2 separate regions of the Mus musculus genome follow, and region 1 is linked to region 2. A link is a contact called in public HiChIP or PLAC-seq data. All regions are on one chromosome and are shown on one strand. Each heading gives the region's core, a stretch centred on a gene start, on an enhancer-like site or on the middle of the called end of the contact. The rest is flanking DNA. Distances are from core to core; before and after follow the strand shown. Region 1 overlaps Rapgef3 (Rap guanine nucleotide exchange factor (GEF) 3). Region 2 holds the start of Arid2 (AT rich interactive domain 2 (ARID, RFX-like)).

The links. HiChIP or PLAC-seq counts read pairs in DNA pulled down with a chosen protein or histone mark.
Region 1: an HNF4G HiChIP or PLAC-seq map of pancreatic cancer cells shows a contact between it and region 2. The contact joins the enhancer-like site here to the promoter of Arid2 in region 2. A contact is called at or near these places in 3 of 39 promoter capture datasets (hippocampal neurons, liver and pre-B cells), 2 of 115 datasets of contacts at active chromatin or transcription factors (embryonic stem cells and pancreatic cancer cells) and 1 of 9 other capture datasets (liver).

The regions. Positions count from the first base shown.
Region 1 is chr15:97,749,397-97,754,157 of GRCm38.p6, forward strand. It overlaps Rapgef3 (Rap guanine nucleotide exchange factor (GEF) 3), which reads right to left. Exons shown (of 28, transcript NM_001177810.1): 18 at 4,381-4,527; 19 at 1,395-1,492; 20 at 873-998; 21 at 610-791; 22 at 255-345; 23 at 100-150. Among named protein-coding and RNA genes, the nearest start is that of Rapgef3os2, 9.8 kb to the right of the region's middle. Within about 2 kb of position 1,460, at least 185 of the 459 cell types and tissues checked have an H3K27ac peak or open chromatin away from gene starts, as enhancers often do. A contact at or near this core is called in pancreatic cancer cells and pre-B cells, where this site is marked.
Region 2 is chr15:96,285,047-96,290,164 of GRCm38.p6, forward strand. It overlaps Arid2 (AT rich interactive domain 2 (ARID, RFX-like)), which reads left to right and starts at 2,476. Exons shown (of 21, transcript NM_175251.4): 1 at 2,476-2,740; 2 at 2,848-2,941; 3 at 4,009-4,106. The coding sequence starts at 2,649. Gm38469 (spidroin-2) reads right to left here and starts at 2,352. Exons shown (of 3, transcript XM_011245785.3): 1 at 970-2,352. The coding sequence starts at 2,207. The coding sequence ends at 1,464.

The sequences.
Region 1 (4,761 bases), core at 210-2,709, 1.5 Mb after region 2:
AACCACAGGCCAGAGGGATCCAGGCCCTAGGTGGGCACCAAAAGCCATGAAAGGCCCAAGCCAGGGTCCAGGGAAGGTGGAAACGGGTCCAATACTCACCAGCAACCTTTCCAGGGCTGAGTACAGCTTCCGTACTTTATGGGGCAGGCGCTGTGAAGGTGAGACAGGTGAAGGGCCACGGCTGGGAAGAGAGAGCCCCCTAACGTCTCCCAGGAGGGCAGAAGCCTGGCCTTGGCAGAATCCCGGATACTCACCTCCCAGGTGTGGGCCAGCCGGCTGATGGCCGAGTTGCTGAGGCCAAACATGACCGCAAAGAAAGAGTTGAGGTTCTTCTGCTCCTTGAGGCTGTGAGTGAGCACAAGACCCAGACACCCTCAGAGGAAACAGCCAAATCCCCAGTGATGTAGGGTGGGTGGGTTAAGTAAGAGGCAAAGGCTCTGGGAACCCAAGAACAAAAAGAAGGCAGATTGGGCAACGCAGCAGGCAGGGAGAGGGGTTAAGAAAGGGTGGCTGCGGGACTGGCAACACACCACCCTGTCTCCGCACATTCCACTGTCCTCCCCATACCCCATCATCTCCACACACCCTGCAGTCCCAACAGGCACTCACTGGGCTGCCAGCTTGATGAACTTCCTGAGTAGCTGAGCCCGGGAGCCAGGAACAGGGCAGAGACAGAGCTCTGTGGCCACCCAGTACTGCAGCTCGTTGAAGCGGCGCATGAAGCGCTCCAGGTTCGCGGTGGTGACATCCCGCAGGTGCTGGGGGCCCAGTACATAATGGATCAGCTCCACCTGGACGGGCCAAAGACCAGGTCAGCATGCTAGGCCTGGTGTCCCGCCCACACCCTCCTCCTCCTGCTCTACCTCCTGCACCTGGTGGATCCTGTTGAAGAGGTTCCAGTCATGGTCGGTCAGCTGGCCTGCCAGGTCCTTGGCGCTCACTAGGTCCAGCATCTCAGAAGAACCCAGAGTGGGGCCCAGCTGCTCAGGGTGTGGGGTCTGTAGGAGAAGAATGCTCAGACACAGGGAGGACCTGGGACAAAAACTCTGCCTGTGGTGGTGAGAGGGACAGCGGACAGACAGACAGGGCACTGGGAAGTAGAGATGCTTCTCGGGTCTGTGGACGGTGAAAAATGGGCTCTCCTGAGGGGTCACTGTTCTGACAGTTCCCTCATGCTGGAACTCTGGCTTGAGACCCTGGAGTTAGGGTTAGCTAGCCCCTCTTTCCCCTTGGCATCTCTAAATGCTGTGGCCCACCCTCCCTTTTCTCCCAGTGAAGACTCAGGAGCAGCCAGAGGCAAGCACGTTCCTCCATTCTCTGTGGCCACCCCCCAGAACCCACCCTGCCTCCTGGTCCCAGAGTTCCTCGGGCTCTGGCAGCCTGCCTGTCCCTACCAGCTCATGCACTTCCTGTGGGTCGACAACAAAGAGCCGCTCGTTGAGCCCCAGGGATGTGGCCACACCACGGGCATCTGGCTGCAAGCCAACGACATCTGTGAAGACAGCAGAGGCTGTGCTGAGGGGAGGTGGTTGGGACAGAGGCCAGGGAGCAGCTGGAGGCCCTGCCTAGCTGAAAGTGTTCTTCTTCTGGAGATGGCTGGGGAGAGACTCTAAACGCACGGGTGCTCATGACCACACCTCGACACTGCCTGTGGCGTTGACTCAGGCAGCACCTGAGACTAGTCACTTATGGACGAGACATCCGCCTTCCTGACCCTCGATTTCCTCTTCAATAAACCAAAGCCTGTAAGGCTCACCCCAACTACTTCCCAGGCCATTTTTATAAGTGTGGCTGCTGCAGGGAAAAGATGTGTATAAAAAAAAAAACTTCTGGAAATTAGGAAATGGCCTATCTACCTCTTAATGTTGACTTTCATCACCTATGGACTGGACAATGCTTGAGTCTTCCGGTCTCTGGGCCCTTGAACAGTGGCTTCCAAAGTATGGCATACAAGACTACTCATGTGTCCAGAGAAAAACTTAGCTCTTCTATTTAATCCACTTTATCTATTTTCTTCTATTAATACATTTCTTCTATTTTGTGTATAGCTTTATAATCACATGTTGAGGAAGTGGTTTTATATATAATTTATATGCAAGTGTACACTTAGTGAGATTTGTATATTTTTTTAAAAAATTATTTTATTTATGTGAGTACACTTTAGCCATTTTCAGACACACCAGAAGAGGGCATCAGATCCCATTGCAGATGGTTGTGAGGCACCATGTGGTTGCTGGGAATTGAACTCAGGACCTCTGGAAGAGCAGTCAGTGCTCTTAACTGCTGGGCCATCTCTCCAATAGAGCATTGGCTAGTGACCATCAGTGGTCTGAAAAATGACTGCCACATAGTAGGATCTCAATAAAGGAGGACACTGAGCAGCAGTGACTCTCCAGGTAGCCACCAGAGGGCAGTGCTTTCCAGAGCAGAGCACACAGGTGAGCTCTAGAGTCACTCCTGCTGACTCCTGAAGGTTGAGGGCTTTTCTCTTAGCCACCCTTGCCACAGTTCCCTGATGACCCCAGTTCCTGACTGCTGGGCTCTGACCGTCAAGTCCAGGCTACACTACTCAAGGATAACAATGGCTTTTAGTGTGCCAAAAATCTCCCAAAGCAGGTCCTGATAACATAGACAGGAGTCTAGGAAGAGACGTGCTAGACTCAGGGTTGCATGCCTTGTGGGCATCTGCAGTCTAACAGCTACAGACTCTCATAAGAGTGCAGTCACTTGGCAGACAAGGACATGGAGACGCAGAGAGGCCCAGGGTGCCCCAGTTGGGTCGTAGTTAATGTGAAATTCTCTCCTAACCCTGGGAGTCTATGTTCACCATCATCCAGCAGATCTGTCATAGTTGCTGTAGGAACTAGCACATTGCTGCTGCGTAGATGATGCTTCAAAATGTTTTCTATCAGGGCCGAAAAGGTGGCTCAGCAGTCAGGGACACTGGTTACTCTTCCAGAGGACCTGGGTTCTATTCCTACCACCCACTTGGTAGCTCACAACCTTGTGTACGTCTTGTTTCAGGGGATCTAACCCCCTCTTCTAAGTTTCACAGGAATCAAACACATGTAAGCCTGCAGAGGCCATCCATTTGGGCAAAACAACCAATACGTATAAAATAAGAACAATACTATTTTTAAAACCTTATTTTAAAAGTGTTTGCAATCCTGGCTAGTTAGTTCATCATTCTGACACAAGCTAGGCTCATCTGGGAAGAAGGAACCTCAAGTAAGAAAATGTCTCTGTCAGGCTGGCCTGTAGCAAGTTCTTGATTAATGATTGATCTGGAAGGCCCAGCCCACTGTGGGCGGTGCCATGCTGAGAATGTGGTCCTGGGTTCTATAAGAAAGCAGGCTGAGCAAGCCACTAGGAGAAGCCAGTAAAAGCCAAGGCCTCTGCTTTGGTCCTTGCGCTGAGTTTCTTCCCCGACTTCCCTTTACAGGGGACTGTTTTTTGTTGTTTTGTTTGTTTGTTTGTTTGTTTTTCGAGACAGGGTTTCTCTGTGTAGCCCTGGCTATCCTGGAACTCACTCTGTAGACCATGCTGGCTTCGAACTCAGAAATCTGCCTGCCTCTGCCTCCCAAGTGCTGGGATTAAAGGCGTGCGCCACCACGGCCCCACAGCGGGCTGTTAAGCTGAAAGATGAGATATACATTTGTGTCTCCAAAGTTCTTTTGATCATGCTTTTTATGACAAAGCCAGGAAGCCTGCTGAGTAACTTAAAAAAGGAAGACAATCTAAAGTCAAAGGCTAGCCACAGGCTCACTAACTCCATTAGCTCTGGGAGTAGGCCGAATTCTCTTGAGCGCCAGCTTCCATGGTGGAAAAGAGGGGATAGGATTCCCTCCTGTGGGCTTAAGAGATGATTCAGGGGTTAAGACCACCAACTGTTCTTCCAGAGGTCCTGAGTTCAATTCCCAGCAACCACATGGTAGCTCACAACCATCTGTAATAGGGATCCAATACCCTGTCTGGTGTGTCTGAAGATAGCTATAGCGCACTCATATAAATAAAATTTTTAAAAAATCTTTAAAAATAAAGATATCCTCTGTCGAGACAGCGCTGGGGAATGAGTGAGTGTATAGGAATAGGCGCTCTGAACACTTTCTTCACTTCATTCTCACAAATCCTCTACCAGGCCCCGCCATTTTACCATCTCTGCTTTACAAACGAGGAGCTCATACAGAGAGCTCACACACCCCGGGTCAGGAGCCACAGCCAGTGAGCGAACCAACCGGCTGGGTCTCGAGCATTGCTTCTGAAACAGCCAGGAGAGATGTGGTAATCCTGCCTCAATTCAGGGCATGACAGTAACGGTCTGAATTCAAGGGAGTGGGTTTGGATGTGACAGTGCTCTCTCAGACCAGCGACACAACTCACCACCGGCAGAATTGACCTTCACCAACACCTGTCCCTTGGTCCAGTGGTCCTCATGGGCCAAAGCTGCCATCACTTCTCTCACCGAGGCCGTCACCGGCAGGTGCAGGGTCAGCACTGAGTGGTCAGGTCTGCAGATGTCGTAGGGGACTGGAGAGGAGGGGTGGAGATGAGCTGGAAGCAGAGGCCTGGTCTCCCCTCCCCACCAGGAGCAGGGCCCTAGCTCAGCAGCAAGAAGACTCCCATAGGCCAGAAACAGGATACAAGGCACAACAAAGTGGGTTGATATCAAGGCCCAGTGGGGAGTCCGGGACCTGAGGAAGCAGCACGGGTGGCTGAAAACCTGCTTGGCAGCTGCAGTAAAGACCCTGAGGAGGGCCAAGT
Region 2 (5,118 bases), core at 1,226-3,725:
GCCCGTCCGCCGGGTCGCCTTGGGCCGCCACCGCGGGCATCGCCGATTCCGCCGCGGTCCTGGAGCCGGAAGGCCCTCCGCGGTCCCCGCGGGCGAGCGCGCACGACGACGGCGGCGGGCCCTCCCGGTCCTCGTCCCTCCGGATCCGGGGCCCGCGGTCACCCCGCCGCGAGTCCAGTCCAGCCCACCCCGCCTCTGCCTTCAGCTACCCTTCCCGTGGCGCGCGGCCTCGCTCGGAGAAGACGGAAGAGGACAGGGCGCGCCGGGCCAGGAGTCGCCGACGTCCTTGGCAACGCGGTCCTTCCCCCCCCCCCACACCCCACGCGGGCTTCCCCCCCGGGTCCGCTGCATCCTCGGCGGAGGTATTCCACGGTGACGGGTCTCTCGCCTCGCGCACAAGATGGGGCCCGGGGAGCGGCCGCCCGGCGGATCCATGGGCGCCGCCATTTTGTGAGGCGCGGCGGCCGGAGCTCGGCTGTGTGTAATGGTTGCAGAGAGTGACCCCCCTCTAGGGAATCCCCGGCGCTGACGGTTACGCAAGGGGCCGTGCGCAAGTGCGGAGCGCAGGGAATCCGCACAGCCCGGCCAGCCCGGCTCGCCGCTGCCCTTGAGGCGGCGGGGGAAGGGGCGGCCGCTGGCCCAGCCCGGCTCTCCCCACCAGCGCGCCTCGCCTCGCCTCGGGCCCGGCCGGCTTCTCCTCCTCCTCCTCGGCCAGGGTCTCCGCCCCTCACAGGCTTGCGAGGCACTCACTGGTCCTCGGGTGTCAGGAATTTGCTAGCCACACCTTATCCCGACCCCACTGAAGACATAAACTTTACTTGGGAAATAAACCCGTTTCCTAGAGTGAGTACCGGAAGCACGCTCCGCTCTATTACATAATTCTCTCTTTTTTTAATATACTCCTCCCCGTCACCCGATAGGTGCTCCCATCGGAAAGACTACCTGAAATAAACCCATCCAGACTCTTACCAGCTTGTGACCTTGGGCTAGTGACTTTGCCACTGGTGGCTGTCTCTAAAATGGGAATCCTAGTAGACCAAAGGAGAAGCATGAGGCTCTCCACATTTGCAGACCGGGGAGGGCTCCAACACCCGGGTAAATGCAAATTTAAGTGGTACTAAAAAAAAAAAAAGATACAAATTTTGAATTCCCTATGTACACATTTTCTTTTTTTTTAAACTGAAAGGGAAAAACATTTTGCCCTCTTTTTCAGATACTAGTGCAAAAAAAGACCTAAGCAGTGTTATTCTCAAAGTTGGGAGGTTATTTCCCAACAGGCGCGATTACCGTTTGCGTACCTCCGGGTTCGGTGCACCAAACCGACCAAAAAAGGGAGGACGAGTGAAAAGCCTTACTCTAGCTCCACAAAAGTAGGGCAGGCAGTTTCCAGCCTATTCGATCCTACAGTTTGTCAAAGTGAGTTTACGGCCCCATCATGGACCATGTGCTCGGCGGGCTTCGTGCTAGCACGATGAAGCCCGGAGGCCAACGCCTCCCGCTAGCAACGTCTCCAGAGGGGGCGAGCGGACTCGTCCGCGGCCGCCGGGGCTGCGCCGAGCGAGCCTGCTTCTCAGTGTGGCCGGAGGCCCGGCGGGCGCCGCCGGGGACGCGAACATCGCCTCCACCCCTAAGCCCGGAACAACCGGTAGTGGCCGTTTCCCCGCGCCGCCCCCCTTTCCGCCCGCTTTGTGTGCGTGTGAAATGTGCTGCACATTGCAGATGAACCCTAAGCCGGGCGAGCCGAGTCTATTGTTCCCCGCGAGGAGCCGCCGCGACCGTGTGGAGCCAGGCGCAGTGCCGCGGCCGGCCCTCGGGGGGCGCTGTGCGGCGCTGGCGGCCCGGCCGTGGCGGCGGCAGCAGAGAACGGGAGGCTGGCGGGCAGGCAGGCAGGCCGGCGGGCGGCGCGCAGCGGCTCGGCTGCCGCCGGAGCCTGTGCCCGGGGACGCCCGGGCCGCCGCCGCCGCCGCCGCGCGTGAATGTGTGCGAGGGCCCCGCGGAGCCGCGGCCCGGATCCACGCTGTCACCCCGCTCTCCACAAGCCACCACACAGACCTCCCCCTCCCCACGCGGCCCCGCCTGCCCCGGCCCCGCCGCGCCGCCGCCGCCGCCGCCGCCGCCGCAACTCCCAGGCCTGCGGCCGCCCGGGCCCCTCGCCTCGGCTCGCCCGGCCCCCGGTCGGCTCGTGCGCCCCCCGGCCGCAGCACCATGTTGAATCGCGTCCCCGGGCCGAGCCGCCAGGGCCGGCGGCGCTGAGAGGCGGCCCAGAGCCGGGCCGCGGGAGGCGGCGAGGCAGGGTGGGGGCCGCGCTCGCCCCGCGGCTCCGCGCCCGGCCGCCCGTCGCCTGCCCCTCTAGTTTCGCTCCCGTTTCTTTAAACTTTTTTAGAAATTCCCCTCCCTCCGGCCCTGCGCTCCCCCTGGCCTCCCGCTCCCTCCTTCCCCTCCTCCTCGCCTCCTCCCCCTCCCTCCTCCCTCCCTGCGCCGCCGCCGCCGCCGCCGCCGCCGCCGCCGCCGCCACCGCCGGCCCATGACTGAGCCCCGCCACCGCCGGCCGAGGAATGGGCTCCGGGCGCTGGTAGGGAGCGCGGGGAGCGGGGGCCGCGTTTGAACCGCGATCTGGGTTTTTTCGGGAGACCTCCTTTGGCAAAATAATGGCAAACTCGACGGGGAAGGCGCCTCCGGACGAGCGGAGGAAGGGACTGGCTTTCCTGGACGAGCTGCGGCAGTTCCACCACAGCAGAGGGTGAGAGCAGGACCGGGGGGGCAGCGCCGGGGCGAGCCGGGGCGAACGGGGGCCCGCCGCGGGCGCGGGGTCCCGGTGACAAGTGCGGGGCTTTCTGTCGCCCGCAGGTCGCCGTTTAAGAAGATCCCTGCGGTGGGTGGGAAGGAGCTGGATCTTCACGGGCTCTACACCAGAGTCACTACTTTAGGCGGATTCGCGAAGGTGAGTGGAAGTTTTAATTTGTATTTCCCTCTCGCTGGCCTGCTCGGAAAAGTCTGCTCCGACCCGGGAGCAGGCGCCCGGGGTCGGGGGGGCGATCGGCGGGACACACGGCGTTCTCGGCGCTCGCAGCCGGTGGCCCACGGAGGCGGCCGGCGGCGGGGCTGTTTTCGGCCTGGTGGCTCGCGTGCGCGCGGCGGGCGCGGGGCTTGGGCGGGCGGTGCGGCCCGGCGGCGGGGAGCGCCCTGCCCGGTGTCCGGCCGGCCCCGCGGGGTCTGAGCGGCGCGGCGGGGAGCGCGGGCGAGTGGAGTGCTCGCCCGCCGCCCGCCGAGCCCGCGGCCCGCCCGCCCGCCCGCGAGTCAGCGCTGCCGCCGCCGCCGCTGCCGCTCTAGCACAGGCGGAGACACAGAGACACACAGACTCTGAGCAGTTTTCGTGCAACTCAAAATTAGCGCGGGCAGGTTTAACATCGATAATCGGCTGCGAAATGATCCCGGCGGCCGGGGGCACAGCCTCGGCCCGCTCGCCCTGGCTTTCTACAGCTAACAAAAGAAAGCAGGACCTGTCTGCAAATAGCCATCTTAGGCTTCAAGGCTAGGCAGAAGCTGTAGGCCTCAAAGAAGGGCCTATGGAGATGGATAGATCTGGGAGAGGGATCGGAGTCGGCCCCGGCCCCGGCCCCCCCAGAGCTCGCGGACGTCGCTGTCCGGAGCAGTATTGATCCTTTTGAACTTTTTTTTTTTTTTTTCTTTACTGCAAACGGACCGCGTTGAGATTTAAAAGGGGGCGACAGAGGGACTTGCGATTGGTTATTGTCCGGGCTTCAAAAACAAAACAAACCCACCAACCCCCCCCCAAAACAAAACAAGTGCTGCTAAATACAGGGCTCTCTGATGAAAACATAGTGATTCAAGCAGCCCTGGCTTAGTAACTCTCGTGGGTCGACCCCAGACACCCACTGCTCCTTAGGTGTCTACAGATCTCTGCAGAAGGGGCATTTAGCTTCCAGGTTAGGGTAGGTTTTTCTTGGATTGGGCACTTTGAGACAAGTGTGCCTGTGTTTTTAACAGGTTTCTGAGAAGAATCAGTGGGGAGAAATTGTTGAAGAGTTCAACTTTCCCAGAAGTTGTTCCAACGCTGCCTTTGCTTTAAAACAGTATTACTTGCGGTGAGTAGTGGTGACTTTTCCACAGTATTTGGAAACGAGGGACTTAGGGGCGATTAAACAACAACAAAATCTGCGCTCTAACCAGTTTTCCAATCCCTTGTTAATTGCAGTCTGAGAAGCATTTGCTGTCAATACAGTGAGATGGTAGGAGGCTGACGTTCTCCTCAGGTTAAAATACAATCATTTATATTTTTCATACAAAGTCATTACAGGCGACACCCCACATCCTACCTTGTAAACATTCTTTTGTGACATTGTTATTGACTGCTTGATAGCCACGGGGGGGGGGGTGTGGAGGGGGGACCGGACAGGAAAGAAGGTGCTTAGTAAAAGACTTGGGATACTTAATGAAACTTTGTAACCTGTGGGAGAGAGAGTTCCCCCCACCTTCTTTATTTGGAAACTCCTTAGCCGCCCATAATTCTGGCTTTTGTGGACTTTTTGTTTGTTTGTTTGTTTTTTTAAAAGAAAACTTACTGCCTGGAACTGTTCCTCAGTGGGTTTTCAATGGGATATTTTTACATAAATAATCTAATGAAGATACCTTGGCTGATCAGAATTAACTTTTGAACTCTTTTGTTGTTAATTGAATTTTTGAGAAACTTAAAAATATCCAATATCTTTAGGAATATGGGGATGGTTTGAATCTGGGTATTACGGTTGGATTTTTTTTTTCATTTCCTTAAATTTTGACTGCTTACTCAAGAAAGTAAATTTCTTATTTTGTTTATATGATTCAGTCTAGATAATGTATTTTGTGACTTAGTGGTTTTTTTCTTAGGTTTGCTTCTATACTTTCATGTTGTACTTTATTTTGAAGGGAACCTTTATTTTTCCTTGATTATCCACAGTAACCTTAGTTATTTAAAATGAAAATAATGCTCTTAATATGTCTAATAAGTATTGTTACTGATGATATTACAAGATAGCATGTTTTATATTTGTAATGTAGCTTGTGTATAATTGGAGTTTTGTATTGCTTCAAATGCGCTAGTCACTCTGCATAGCACTC